2 separate regions of the Sus scrofa genome follow, and region 1 is linked to region 2. A link is a contact called in public HiChIP or PLAC-seq data. All regions are on one chromosome and are shown on one strand. The core of a region is the stretch at or near the end of the contact, and the rest is flanking DNA. Distances in the headings are between cores, read along the strand shown. Region 1 overlaps ACOXL (acyl-coenzyme A oxidase-like protein). Region 2 overlaps LOC106509733 (a long non-coding RNA gene).

Evidence for each region. HiChIP or PLAC-seq counts read pairs in DNA pulled down with a chosen protein or histone mark.
Region 1: a contact with region 2 is called in an H3K27ac HiChIP or PLAC-seq map of skeletal muscle, with 9 times the contacts expected there. The contact joins two enhancer-like sites. A contact is called at or near these places in 1 of 47 Hi-C or Micro-C datasets (embryonic fibroblasts) and 1 of 2 datasets of contacts at active chromatin or transcription factors (skeletal muscle).

Annotation. Positions count from the first base shown.
Region 1 is chr3:45,480,605-45,483,570 of Sscrofa11.1, reverse strand. The region is part of intron 9 of ACOXL (acyl-coenzyme A oxidase-like protein); the gene reads left to right. Among named protein-coding and RNA genes, the nearest start is that of ACOXL, 81 kb to the left of the region's middle. Within about 2 kb of position 1,285, at least 20 of the 83 cell types and tissues checked have an H3K27ac peak or open chromatin away from gene starts, as enhancers often do. A contact at or near this core is called in skeletal muscle, where this site is marked.
Region 2 is chr3:44,913,210-44,915,909 of Sscrofa11.1, reverse strand. The region is part of intron 1 of LOC106509733 (a long non-coding RNA gene); the gene reads right to left. Among named protein-coding and RNA genes, the nearest start is that of BCL2L11, 280 kb to the left of the region's middle. Within about 2 kb of position 1,444, at least 14 of the 83 cell types and tissues checked have an H3K27ac peak or open chromatin away from gene starts, as enhancers often do. A contact at or near this core is called in skeletal muscle, where this site is marked.

The DNA.
Region 1 (2,966 bases), core at 36-2,535, 570 kb before region 2:
AGCCATTTTCCAGACTCCAGAAGGAGGCAGAAGGAGAGAAAGCAGATGGGCCTAGACTTGCCTTGTGGAGTAGATGGGACAGACATCTGCTCAGGGTTCTCTGAAGCCATGACATTTGCATGGGAGCCCATCCGATCACAGCAGCCTTCAGGGGCCCTCCGGCGAGAGTGTCTGTGAAGGTTAAAGCCACATGCTGCTTAGTGGCTGGAGAGGTGCTGTAGAAACCCTGGGCCGTTACATTTTGAGTGGGTGATGTAGAGTGAAGGACATCCACACTGCCTGTCAGCCCATCCAGGCCAGTGGTGGGATCCTCAGGGACAGGCATGGGGTGGTGTAGATGGAACATGGTGTGGGGGCTTCTGGGAGAGACTGGATTTTAAGTGTTGGTCGATCTGGAGCAGTGGGGGTGGGGGGCGAGGATGCAGAGAGGCTGATTATTTATTTATTTATTTATTGGCTTTTTAGGGCTGCATCTGTGGCATATGGATATTCCCATGCTAGGGGTTGAATTGGAGCTATGGCTGCTGGCCTACGCCATAGCCACAGCAATGCCAGAACCGAGCTGTGTCTGCTACCTACACCACAGCTCATGGTAACGCCAGATCCTTAACCCACTGAGTGAGGCCAGGGATTGAACCTGCAACCTCATGGTTTCTAGTCAGATTTGTTTTCGCTGAGCCACGATGGGAACTCCAGAGGCTGATTTTTAAAAGTATCTATTATGCATTTTACTGAACATGATCAAGGGATCAAACCCTATGGGCTCCAGAGGGTCTGGGGCAGGGACCACGTTTGGATCAATTCCTGGTCAGGCATCTGACATACATACTTTGTTCCTGGCCACGTATAGGCTTTCTCATAAAGTCAGAGAACTTGGCTCAAATTTCACCTTGGACATGACCAGCAGCGGGGTTGTGGGCAGATCAGTAAGCTTCTTTGGGGCTCAGTTTCTCCATATGTAAAATGGGCCTTCAGACAATGATGAGGCCTGAATAAGGATGTGCTGGTGCAGAGGAAGTACGGGGTTGCTCAGAGCTGTTACAGATGTGATGGCTGCTGCTGGTACCAAGGAGATAGGAGCCTGCTTTGGGAGGGGAATAAATGGGCTTCTCCCTGAAACAGATGCTGGCTGGTTTGAGGCATTTTGTAGAGCTGCATGCCATCCCTGTGATTCCAGAGTATCTAAATAGAACACGATCCGTGATGGTGAGTCAGCGCCTCCCCTGTCCAGGAGGAAGGTTGTCCAGGTGACCGCGAGAGCCCTCGCAGAGCCACCAACATCAGATCCTTGTGGTCCGGGCACCAGTATGTGTCTCCTGGAAAGGGAGCCTGGCTGCCATGATCTCATCCTGAGCCTCTGGAGGGGGGGAAGATGATGTCACCAGCCGCTGGCAGCTCCTTCTCTCCTTTGGCTCAAACACAAGACAGATGCTCTCTCGGCTGAAACCTGAGCCGGTCCTGCTTGTTCTGGGCTTGCTGAGGAGAGGAAAACGGACCCCTGTCTCTGACGTGCATTCTTCCCGTGTTAGAAAACTGTCACCTCGGCTCCCCATGGTGACATTTGCTCAAGGCTGAGCACACGGGGTCCTTTTAAACTCTGCCCTTTTGTGTCTGTGTGTGTGTGGGGTGGTGGATATCTCTCATTTTCACAGCAGTTCTCAGGGAAGGATGGTCCTGGCATGTTGTGTGGACAAGGTTGACATGTAGCTACAATTAAAAAGGGTAGTAGAGTTAAGTGGGAACAGGGACAGTCCAGCCCAGCACAGGAATCCCTAGAAGCTGGAGGTGCTTGGACATAGGGTTAGCCAAGTTACACAGCTGGGTCATGGCAGGCCACTGGCTGGCCACTGAGTTGTTGGGTCGGGAGGACCCTCATGAAGGCGCTAACTAAGGCTGCAGCGAGGATGGGGCCCTGCTCTTGCTCATCACCCTGACACGGCGCTGAGCCAGGCAGAGGGACGACGCCCCCTAGGAAGTCAGAGTTGAGACAAGCAGGATTGGCCTGTGTGGAGATGGTTGGAATATTGTGTCTGTTCTGGAGTCCTGGGTGAGGCCAGAAAAACGTGGGCTCTGAAATCAGCCTCTCTGGATTTGCTTCCTGCCCCTGGGTGCCCTCAGCGGGTTATTGAACCATCTCCATACCTCTAAAAATCAGAACAGCACCCCCCTCCCCAGAGAGCTGTTATAAGGCCCCAGCGAATAATACTGGTAAGGCTTATCCCAGTGCCTCATATACTGAATCATCAATACACAGAGGCTGTTATTAGTGCCAGGGATGTGGAAGCTAGCTTATATAAGCAAGCCTGGATACACTGATGATTGAAGATGACATTTGAGATGGCGAGGATAAGAAATTGAGTTTTTATTGATTGATTGATTTTTTGCCATGTCCGAGGCACGTGGAGGTTCCAGGGCCAGGGATTGGACCTGAGCCACAGCAGTGACAATGCTGCTGAATCCTTAACCCACTGAGCCACCAGGGAGCTCCACAAACAGGGTTTATAACACATGCTCACCCCCAGGTGGTTGTGGCAGCTTGGATCTGAGGGCGCAGAATCGTGAGGCTGACAGGTGGCTGTGGTTGTGGTGAGCTAAAGGATGGGGTGGGGAGTGGTGGGGTCTGTTCCTTCTGGCTGTCCTCCTGGGGTTGGGTGAAGGACACATGGTCTGGAGAGAAGAGTGGAGAGCCTGAGTGACCATCTCAGAGTCATCAATGGGTGCGGGAGTGAAGGTGGAGGGCGGCTATTCCTGGGACCTGGGGATGTAGGAAGAGCAAAGGGAAGAACTGATCTCAGGTGGGACCCTGGGGACATGTAATGGACACACGACCCTTCCTGACAGTAACATTGTTGGATGTGAATCAAGGGTCTGTGGAAGGTGCTAGAGCCCACTTTTACAAGAGAGTCTTTCCCCTCTGTTGATGGGGATTTAGGGACATTGCATCCTTAAGTGACCTTCCCAAGATC
Region 2 (2,700 bases), core at 195-2,694:
CACACAGTGGAAGGAAGGGACACTGCCCCCAAGGAAACTGGGTGCAGCAGAGATGGGTGGCCCCAAATATACTACAGTTCTCCCAACAAGGTTTGACTGCATCTTTGTAATGAGGCTTCTGCAATAACTACTCAGGGGTGCAGGCAGCCTCTGGAAGCTGAACAGTCAAGGAAGCCAAATCTACCCTCCGAAAAAGCCTCCTGCAAAGAACAATACTTTGCCTTCAACCCAGTGAGACTAATTTCGGGCATCTGGCTTCCAGAACTGTCAGAGAATACACTTGTGTTGTTTTAAGCCACCAAGGATGTTACAGCAGCCACAGCAAACCAAAACACCCAACATGACAAGCAGGAAGATAGAGAGGGACCAATGGCTCACTTGTCACATCCCAGGAACCTAGACCCTGACTCCTGCTGGAAGCATCCTCCCATTGTCCCTGAGGTCCCAGAGCACCTGCCTAAGTGGGAGAGTCCTCCAGGTGCAGCGGAGCCCTGCAAAAAGCCATGGTCCTTCACTGGCTCCAAGAGGACCGCTCACCCACCCTTGGCCTCTGACAGACAGGGTACTTTATGAATCCAGTGACATGCGAGTGTGTCAGGGCATGGAGTGGGCAGGCTGTAAGAACTCTCAGGGCTTATCTGGATGCCTCTACAGTTCCCATGAGTCTAAACTGGTGCATCCATTGTACAAACAAGCACATCTTGGAAACATCCAGATCAGAGCAGGAGCTGTTACAGGCTAGGAAGGTAAATGATGATACTGGTCCTGAGCGCAGCCGCTGTCACTCAAGGCATTTTGATCACAGAGCATCAGGGGCACTGGACCAGGTCACAGGTGTCTTCTGAAAGACGCACAGACAAGCCCAGGTGAAAAGGAAATGTCTTCTGCTGCTCGTTTGTTCCAGCCTTAGCCGGAATGTATTTATCTCAACATTTCTCAGCACAATGGGGTGTGAAGCAGGGGGGAGGGGAGACCCTCTAGCAACTCATTGTCTGGGAGGGTAATTTAGTCCAAGCTCCTATTTACTGGAAGAGCTTTCTACCCACACAGCAAAAAAGTTCTGAAATAAAGAAGGCCTGTAATTGTTTATTTCCTTTTACTTTTTTGGTTACGACAGTTAAAAACTGTCCTTCAAACTTAGTCCCAAAAGACATCAGAGCTTGACAATGACGAATGGGGAACAGATGTTTCTGGACTGTCAGAATGGCAGCTTCCTCCTCGACACGTGGGCTCCGGAACACAGAGTGGGTCACTGTCCGGCCTCGGGGGCCAGACAGACCAGGTCTGGCAGCCAGGCCCAGGCTCCGAGGGTGTGCGGGACCATGGGCCAGGCTTCCCTTGACTGAGTTGGGCAATTCGGGGCTTTTAACTGCCTTGGGGATTGGGGCGGGTGCCTTGAATGAGGAACTAGGACAGGCCCTGACTTCCCAGCAGGGGTCTAGCTCAACTGACAGTTCTCTCTCCCTGAGGCCAGTGAGGCCACTGTACTCTCTCCCCCAGGCCAGTGAGGCCGGGGACAGAGGAGGATCTGCTTTTCTCAGGACTTGGGAGCTAACTCTGCAGTTCTGTGCCACTCACTTTCCCATGTCACTTCCCTCTCCCACTTCCCTTTCCCTGGAAACCCGCTAGCCAGACATGGGCAGACAGGAGTGAGAGAGATGGGGGATAATGGTCAGGCAGCCTCATCCTCTCAGAGGTCCCCACCCTATCCAGGCTCTGGTCCTCAAAGGCATCAGCCCCCAGCAGGTCACCTCACAGTTCTCTACTGACCTCAGTACACAGTACCCCAGGCTCTTGCTGCCCATGTCCTGGGGGTGTTCAGTGGGAGTTGGGGAGCGGGGTGGCTGGAGGGTCCACGTGGGTGCAGCTGGAGTGGCTATGCTTACTCCCAGGGCAGCTGTAGCCCAGGCTTGAGGCGCATCCTACCCGAAGCCAGAGGGGGCCCTGCCACACTCCCCGAGGTGCCTTGGCACTCAGTGCCCCTCCCTCGCCCTCCAGGGAAGCAGCAGCAGGGGCTAAAGCCGCTCCACACCCCTCTTTCGCTCCACACTCCCAACACCACGTGGGCCGCACTTTCACGCCTATTTAGAACCACGGAGACCTACCGTGTGCCTGATTCTAGATGCCCGCAGTTAGGAAGCAGCCTCTGCAGTCCAACTCCCCGGGTTCCATCCCAGCTCTGGACTCACCCTCCATGCCTGGGCATTTCATAACCTTGGGGTGCCTCAGTTTCCCCAGCCTTAAACAGTGAACTTCTGTTCACTACTTTCCAGGAGAGCTGCTGACGATTAAATGTCAAGTGCTCCGTGGTGCTGGCCGGACCTGCAGGAGCATCAGCTACAAGAGGTGCAGAGAGCTGAGCACCTGCCCTCAATGGTGGCTTGAGGTGGTCGGACTGTGTCCTTGAACCGCGCAGCCGCATCCCGATCAGCCTTCAGTGGGCTTGCAGCGCGCATGCACAAGTCCTGTGGCCCATGCGCGTGCGCACCAGCGGATGCCAGACGGGGAGCGCTGCTGGGAACAGCGTCATGGCTCTGAGGATTCGGAGCAGAGGGCAGGGGGACGAGGGGGCGGCTGGAGCCCAGTTCGCTCTTGCGAAGCACTTCCTGAACTGCACATTCAGTTACCACAAAATGAGTCAAGGTCCCTTTCAAGTGGCTTGTTGAGCTTCCCTCTGATCTGGCACAGCCTCCCCGGGAT